2 separate regions of the Ovis aries genome follow, and region 2 is linked to region 1. The links are chromatin contacts, called in public Hi-C maps. All regions are on one chromosome and are shown on one strand. The core of a region is the stretch at or near the end of the contact, and the rest is flanking DNA. Distances in the headings are between cores, read along the strand shown.

Region 1 (4,245 bases), core at 1,257-3,756:
GAAAGTAAGAAAGGAAAGGCGAAGAAAGAGGGAGAGGAAAGGGACGGGGAAGAGAACGGAGATATACAACGGTATCTATCAACATTTTAAAGCCATGGTAAGCAAAAATGCTTAAAAGTTACAACACTGAAACTATCACAGGTTGTACCCTTTGATCCACAAGTTTAAAGATGAGCAGTGTTTATTATTCTCTAGCCTTCTGCTAGGTGGTAACACTAACGAGACAGTGCTCAAGTCAAAGCCATCACAAATTCTAGAATGGAAGAATAAAACAAGGAACTTTGCCCTCTCACTGGATATTTCTTTGTGCTACTGCCAGGCAAACTGTGAAAATGTCTGAATATCCAATAGCAATGCTCTGAATGTGAAATACTGGAACCCAATTAAGTAGTTAATGCTATAAGGACAGTAATTAATTAGTCTCAATGTGCTGTAGGGGTAAGTTCCTGGCCAGGAGGATAAATGGTTGCTGAAAACCAAAAGTTAATACGAAGCAACACACTCTGGTTTCTCTTCATACAACACCGTTGCTAGTATTTCAGATGTCATTTTGCTTCCAAAAGTAAAAGAAGAAAAGGAATGTAAAAGACAAATTTATGCAACAGCAAAGAAGTTATTAATGGACTATACTAGCTCATTATTAAATAATAAACAAATATCAAACAAAGGGCAAAGACTTGTCCCTTTTTTGTACAGAATTAAGAACTGGTAAGACTACTTAGTATAGCTGCCAGACTTTTCTTTAGCTTCTTTTATTACTGACATGTTACATTTCGCAATAGTCTCCACTTACCTTATATCCTCCATGTTTAAGCACAAATTGTGTTTGATTTCCCCAACCCTTGCCCCCAAGATATTATGACATATCTTTAGCTTTCTGATCTGGACACAAAAGAAGAAACTGAAAATTTTTCACTTTCCTGAAATACGTGTCCATTTTATTTACACCACTTAAAAAAAAACCACACATAAGCTAGCTAAAACTAACTGCAACCATCCATTTAGCAACTCAAGTGGGAAAGAAACAATTAACAAAACAAACCAGTATAGTACATTTTTCTGTGCTTAGAATACCTAAAAAACCGATGTCTCTGCAAGAATTGATTACACTACTGCAAAGTTTTTAAACATAGGAATCAAGTGAGATTGTGGAGAAAACTCTGCATACCCCCACAAAACTACACTTACTATGACACAACCCTCAGAGGTACTAAAACACCCTCTGGTAAGTAGAAAACAAACTTTACAGTCAGGAAAGTAGCAACGCGGGAATCTGGGTAGGAGGTGCCCTGGGCAGTAAACACCCCAGTCAGAGAACATAACAAGCAATTCAGAGCAACATATAACTCCCGATGGGGCTTTGACTTGGCCACTGAAGTCCCAAGCCCCCATCCCTGAGCTGAGGAACAGATGAAGTCGGGAAGAGGAAGAGACGGAGAAAGGAAATCAGAGTAGAAGTGATGAAAGTGTTCTGTTTTTCTCTTTACCACTATCCTAGCTTTCTTGCAGGCTGGTTACCAGACTGGATGCCATATTCACCAAAAGCTCTAAAATCACTTCTCAGACTTCTTCTGATACCTAAGCTAAACACCTGTCCATTATCAACCGTCTCCCAACCAAATACCTCTCCTACCCCTCTGGATTCCCCCATACCCTACCCAAAGTGATGCCTTTTGGCCACTACACCCACCCCTATTAAATCTTCCTAAACTCATTCACTTAATTTTCTTCATGCCCATACTTTTCCTCTGATATCTTGTCCCTGATAGTTTTTCTTATAATTCAATCGAAATGCCACGCTCTCACTTACACTTATTCCTCCCTATCTTCCCAGCAAAACCAAATGCTATGTTTTCACCTACTCAACCCTACCTCCTGCCTATTACCACTAACTCTTCCAATGCCAAGCCTCTAACCCCACTCTTTGGAGAAGTCCAGCGTCTTCAACCAGTTTAGTACCCTTCCCCTTTCTCCCATTCCACCCCATTCCAGGCTCCACTAGACTTCCATTCCCTCAGGATTCAACTCCCCTCTCCTTGCCACGCCCTGTGCCCCCCGGGGCTACTTACCCCAAGTTCTCCCCACACTTCAGGCCTCTGGCCCCGCCTTCCCCCCCCAAAGGAAGGAGGCGGGAGGAGGGAGAGAAGAGGGGCGTCACTCCGCAAGGTAAAGATGACCTCCCATTAGTGCTCGTCGCCGCCAATTGTAGCTTCCTTCTCTCTTATTGGTCGGCCTTAGCCCATGCCCCACCCTCTTCCTCAGACAGGGCCCGGCCACCGCCTCAGCGCCCCCGTCCAACACATACTGGGAGGGGAGACCCCGGTCTGGGACGCTGGGATTGACCAGAGTTGACGGGGAGACGCCCGTCAGGTCATGGACTAGTTAATGTTAACAGGACTCACCCTCTGGTAGCTCCGTCGCCTCCCGCCCGCCCGCGATCGGTCCCACAATCTATCTCCAGCTCCTTCTTTCCCCCCTCAGCGGAGCAGATACTTTTCTCTCGTCCGGCCAGGCGCTCTCACTTCTCGCGAGATGTAGAGAGGGGTTGGAGGAAGGGCGAGATCCGCCGAGCCAGGTCGGAAAGAAGCCGAGGGGCCGGGCTCCGGAAAAAGAAGGGGCGGGACTTTCGGTGGGCAGGGCTAGGGTGGGAGGCAGAGCGAGTTCCCGAGGCGCTGGTCACACGTGTTCGACTGCATAGTGTAAGGGGAAAAAAAGAAAAAGAAGGAATGCTTACAGGTGCCTGTAGTAATGGAGATCCAAAGTATTCTCATACTAGAGAATTAGATTATTACAAAAGAGCGCACTTTAAAAACAAGACAAGGTTATATACCTCAATAAAGCTGGTTGGTTTTTTTTTTAAAGAACAGGGGAAGGGAATTCCCTGGCCTACCAGTGATGAGGACTCCGCGCTTCCACTGCAGGGGCCACGGGTTCCAACCCTTGGGAATGGAACAAAGATCCTGCAAGCCCTGCGGGACGGCCAAAAAAAAAAAAAATTTTTTTTTTTAATCGTTTTTAAACTGGGGGAAAACCCGAGACAGCTACACAAGGTGATTCAGTGTTCCAAGGAGTCGAGTAGTTGTATTTTCTTCTTGGCACTTAGAATAGCATCACCGTAGCCATAGTCTCTGTTCTGTGTGTTGCTGTATATGGAGGTGGAGAGTTCTATCATTTTCTTTTGAGTATCTTTATAGTGGGGCCAACAATCCGATTTTACTCAGAGTTGTAATAATCAAATGAGATAAGCTATATGAAACTTGTTTGGTATTAAAAGGCACTATACTTATTACTCAGAAAGTATTTAAACAAATACTTAGAACATACTGTGTGCAAAGAACTAGGCATGGAAGAAGAGTAGACATACCAGTTCCCTACTCCGGTAGAATTTACAGTTTTAGCGGGGAGGAGGTTGTTGTTTAGTCACTAAGTCACATCTGACTCTTTGAGACCACATGGACTGTAGCCCTCCAGGCTCTTATGTCCATGGAATTTCCCAGGCAAGAATACTGGAGTGGATTGCCATTTCCTTCTCCAGGGCATCTTCCCCACCCAGGGTTAGAACCCGCGAAATCTTTACCATGAGCCACCTGGGAAGCCCTTCCCTGGGGAGGGGGAGACAGTTAATAAACATAAATATTTCAGTTAGTGAAGAATGCTTTAAGGTAATGAGACAGAAAGTGACCAAGAGTAGGAAAGCAACTTTACTTCTGTATTGAGAGACCTCACTGAAGAAGTAACCTTTGTACTGAGTTGAACTATGAAGAGACAGCTGTGGCATCAAATGTAAAGGCTATATTTAAAATTTTCTCATGTTGTTACCAAGGTGGTAAATTTTATATTGTGCAGTTTTTTTGTGTTGGTTTTTTTTAACCACAACTAAAAAAAAAAAAAAAAAACTTTTAAAATGTTATGTAATTATAAAGAGAGTTAACTCAAAAAATATTACCTATGGAATCTGTTTTCTCTCAAACTTCCTTTTGCGGCTTTATATTACACAAATTTCTGAACTTCATGCCTAGGATCTCATTTATCTTCCTAGCCTCTGAAATGTAGACAGAATCCAGGTGATTTCTCCCTATTGTACAATTGTGCTCATTTTACATGCTAGCAACGTAATGCTCAAAATCCTTCAAGCTAGACTTCAACAGTAAGTGAACCGAGAACTTCCAGATGTACAAGCTAGATTTAGAAAAGGCAGAGGAACCAGAGATCAACAACCACTGGATCGTAGAAAAAGCATGGGAA
Region 2 (3,958 bases), core at 1,322-3,821, 69 kb before region 1:
AAAGAGACAGCTTCTGACATAGACATCAGAAGTGGGCAATGAGTGCCCCAATCACTAGTTTGGGTGGGGCTTTAAGGGGATGACAGAGGATGAGATGGCTGGATGGCATCACTGACTTGATGGACGTGAGTCTGAGTGAACTCCGGGAGTTGGTGATGGACAGGGAGGCCTGGCGTGCTATGGTTCATGGGGTCGCAAAGAGTCGCACACAACTGAGCGACTGAACTGAACTTATATACTTTTTCAACTGGTACCAACAATAGATCAAAAGAGTATCTTAAGGTTGTAAAGGTCTTATCAGACCCACTCCCACAACATAATCTTAAAATAATAGGATTAGTCAGGTTTCTGTTAATGAGAAACATGTCTCCAAGAAAGATACTTTGTTGTTATATAATAATTATATACTATATACAGAGCTTAAGGAAAAACATACCATTGAGCAAGATATGCTGTTTTGTTGTATAATCCTTAGCTCTGGACTTAAAGAAAGCTGGTCTCAGTAGAAGCAGATTGTTGCCTTAACAACTCAGAGCTTTCCTCTAGGGCCCTGGCCTCCTTATCAACCTACCTAAGAATAAGCTCTCTCACTGCTATCTCCCTCTTAGAGGGAAAGAGTCCTCCCTGGAAATTTTTTCTTAAGTCTTGGCTTTCCTATATTCTGATGGAATTCCACGCCTCACTGCACCATGCAATTATGGGAGGTACACGTGTTAATGTGTATATGTTCTGAAATAGAGATATTAGATTTTTTTCTGAATTATTATGGAACACATATCTGATTTTAAGTAGTGACTAATAACCCAGAATTATAATTCTAAAATAGAGTAAACTTTGACTTTTTCTTTTGCCCCCAAACCCCTTATTCCATGGGAACTACTTTTCTTTGACTCTGCTTCTTGAACTATTTCCTCTGATCTTTCAAATTAAAGGATTCTCTAGGGATCTTGAATATAAAGGTTAAAATCAGGATCACAGCATCTCAGAATCTGAAGTGATTCCAATAGTTTAATCCTCTCCACAATATCTATCCTAAGAGACCTCCATATAATTGGACATACCTTGTGATAGCTTCCTATCCTGGTCCTATTTCTACTTCTGGGCCACAGAGAGTAAGTTTAACTCCTCTCTTACACAAAACTCTTCAACTATTTGAAGACTGCAATTTTGTTCCAATAAGATTTCTTTTCACACTTCCCTGGTGGTTCAATGGTTAAGACTCCATGTTCCCACTGCAGGGGGCACGGGTTTGATCCCTGGTTGGTGAACTAAGATCCCAATGCCACTGCTGCCGCTGCTGCTAAGTGACTTCAGTCGTGTCTGACTCTGTGCAACCCCACAGATGGCAGCCTACCAGGCTCCCCGTCCCTGGGATTCTCCAGGCAAGAACACTGGAGTGGGTTGCTATTTCCTTCTCCAATGCATGAAAGTGGAAAGTTAAAGTGAAGTTGCTCAGTCATGACTCCTAGTGACCTCATGGACTGCAGCCCACCATGGGATTTTCCAGGCGAGAGTACTGAAGTGGGTTGCCATTGCCTTCTCCCTGCAATGCCATTGGGTGTGGCCAAATCAAAATAAGAAAATAAAACAGGAGACAAGTATGATCCTTTCTATGCGATAAAAAATATATACATGTGTATGCAGGGAAAAAAATAAAAATAAAAAATAGCAGTTTCTTTAAATGTTCCCAAAGTGACCTAATTTCTGGTTCTTTCACTATCCTGTCTGATCGCCTTTGAAAGGCCTTTAAGAACATCCTTTCTTAAGCTTAATGTCTTGACTATTACTACAGAGTTACTTGGAGGTAGGAGTTACATACACTGAAACAAAGAAGAGTCAAAATTCAGTAAATGTATACTGATTGGCTGACTGAATAAAACAATCCAGGTAAGAAGTCTGATTAGCGCAGAAAAGAGTGGGATTTGGAAACAAAACCCATTGTATAACAAAATTTGAGTAACATATTCAGAACAAAAATAATTTAAAAAATAGATTACTGAACAATGTCCACTAGAAGGGCAAGAAAACTGGTTTTTGATGAAGACCCAACACTTGTGCTTATCCATCACCTGGACCCCCTAAAGACTTGAATAGCTAACAAGGATAAGTGAGTATTATCTGGTTCTATAGAACCAAGCCCATAATTTGTTGTTTTAACCAATTATGCAAATTATCCCAGAGCACAGTGCAAGTTGCCTAGATCTGCACACCACCAGTTTTTTAAGCAAAAGTCCCGCCTCTTGCCTTTTTTTCATCTTCATCTGCAGCCTTTTTGAATTCATGTTCAAAGGAGCTAGCTAGTTCATTGAAGAGTCCCACCTCTTCACAGTTCTTCAGGAATCGAGTTGGAGTAGGAGTTTGATCTGTAGACATGAAAAGAAAAGGAACGTTTATTTTAGCTTTGATCTGAAATTAAAACTAGAGAGCACATCAAGAACACATTTTTATTCTTCTGTTTGGAAAGAATCTCTGTGTTTAGGCAAATTTTGCTTTTATGGAGCACTAGTCAGTAAAGATTGGTGTTAGGCCACCAGAGGGTGTCTGTGCTGTGTTGCCTCAAGGCCAGCAGAGGGACGACAAAACAATGTTTCGTTGTGTGACTATCTATGTAACCACCTTTCTCTCAGAGGCTGGTTTCAGCTCCCTCACCCCCAAAACAAAACAAAACTGCCCACCAAGGTGAAGTCTGTGAAACTTTTAGGTTGGAAAATCAAGTACGGTTAAGAGACATTTTCTCTTTATACTTATTCTCTGCTAGGTCTGAAGTGAGTAGGTGTAAGCAGATGGACACTAAAATCTGATGAGAAGAGACTGAGGATCAGATGGCTGAGTCTACTTGCTAAAGCTACCAAGTAAGAAATGGGGCCTTGTTTTTCAGTTGTCACTAAGGTAAGAGTCTGCTACCTTCTTGAAGGCATGCCAGGCACATCTAGGGGCTGGGGAACAAGACAGCAAGATCGTGAGCTAGAAAAGGAAACTGCAAACAATAGACCTCACTGCATGGAGACCTGGGACCATGCACGTGGGATCTGCACGGAGAGCAAATTCCGGAAACCAGGATATTTGGATTTAGATTTGCCAGCCAAAATATCCTCTCAGAGGCTGCACAAATCTTTCCTCAGTACACTGCCTCTGCCCTTGGGAAGAGGAAGGCTCTGGGTAACCCACGGGAAGTTTTCAAGTGACTTGAATTTTAGATTTGAGCTTCTCTCTCCCCATCCTGTTTTTCTAGTTTTCCTCTCTTGCATGCTAGGTTGCTTCGGTCGTGTCTGATTCTTTGTGATCCTATGGACTATAGCCCGCCAGGCTCCTCTGTCCATGGGATTCTCCAGGCAAGAATACTGAAGTGGGTTGCCATGCCCTTCTCTAGAGAATCTTCCTGAATACGGGATTGAACCCGTATCTCTTATGTCCCCTGCAATGACAGGTGGGCTCTTTACCACTAGTGCCACCTGGAAAGCCCCTTTTCTCTTTTAGGTCAGTTGATTCTTGTTCTCTGGTCCTAACTCGATTATGATGGTTTTCCTTGCGGTGCTAATCACCCCGGGGATTCATTTCATATTCTAAACCACTAAACCGAATGATAGGGATAGAATGATATTTAAACAATATTTTAAGGAGTGAGACCTGGGGCTAAAATCACTCTTCCTAGCATGATCAATTGGGAATAGTCCAGTGGGATTTTCCATGGAAACAACGTAACTTTTTTTTTTTTAATTTAAACAAAACCTCTTCTGAATTAGAGTGTTTGGAAAACTTACCACTAACCTCCCAAAATAGTTTTAAAAGGTTCTCTGGCAGCTTTGGTTGGCCAACGATAAAGCCACTTTCCCTCCATCCCCGGGTGAGTGGAGGTAATATTCCCTTATGCTTAAAGAGTACTTCAGTAAGGGCACATAAAAAATCACAACTCAAGTGGAACAGGACAGGGCAGCTAAGGGCATGGTTACAGCAGAAG

The links. Hi-C and Micro-C count contacts between places; a contact is called where the count stands out from the background.
Region 2: a Hi-C map of hypothalamus shows a contact between it and region 1, with 2.1 times the contacts expected there. The contact joins the enhancer-like site here to the promoter of LOC101123619 in region 1. A contact is called at or near these places in 3 of 16 Hi-C or Micro-C datasets (hypothalamus, omental adipose tissue and skin fibroblasts).

The regions. Positions count from the first base shown.
Region 1 is chr3:132,902,971-132,907,215 of ARS-UI_Ramb_v3.0, reverse strand. LOC101123619 (cyclic AMP-dependent transcription factor ATF-7) reads right to left here and starts at 2,506. Exons shown (of 11, transcript XM_060412536.1): 1 at 2,070-2,506.
Region 2 is chr3:132,972,029-132,975,986 of ARS-UI_Ramb_v3.0, reverse strand. LOC101123619 (cyclic AMP-dependent transcription factor ATF-7) reads right to left here. Exons shown (of 11, transcript XM_060412536.1): 3 at 2,245-2,363. Among named protein-coding and RNA genes, the nearest start is that of NPFF, 22 kb to the left of the region's middle. Within about 2 kb of position 2,571, at least 10 of the 54 cell types and tissues checked have an H3K27ac peak or open chromatin away from gene starts, as enhancers often do. A contact at or near this core is called in hypothalamus, where this site is marked.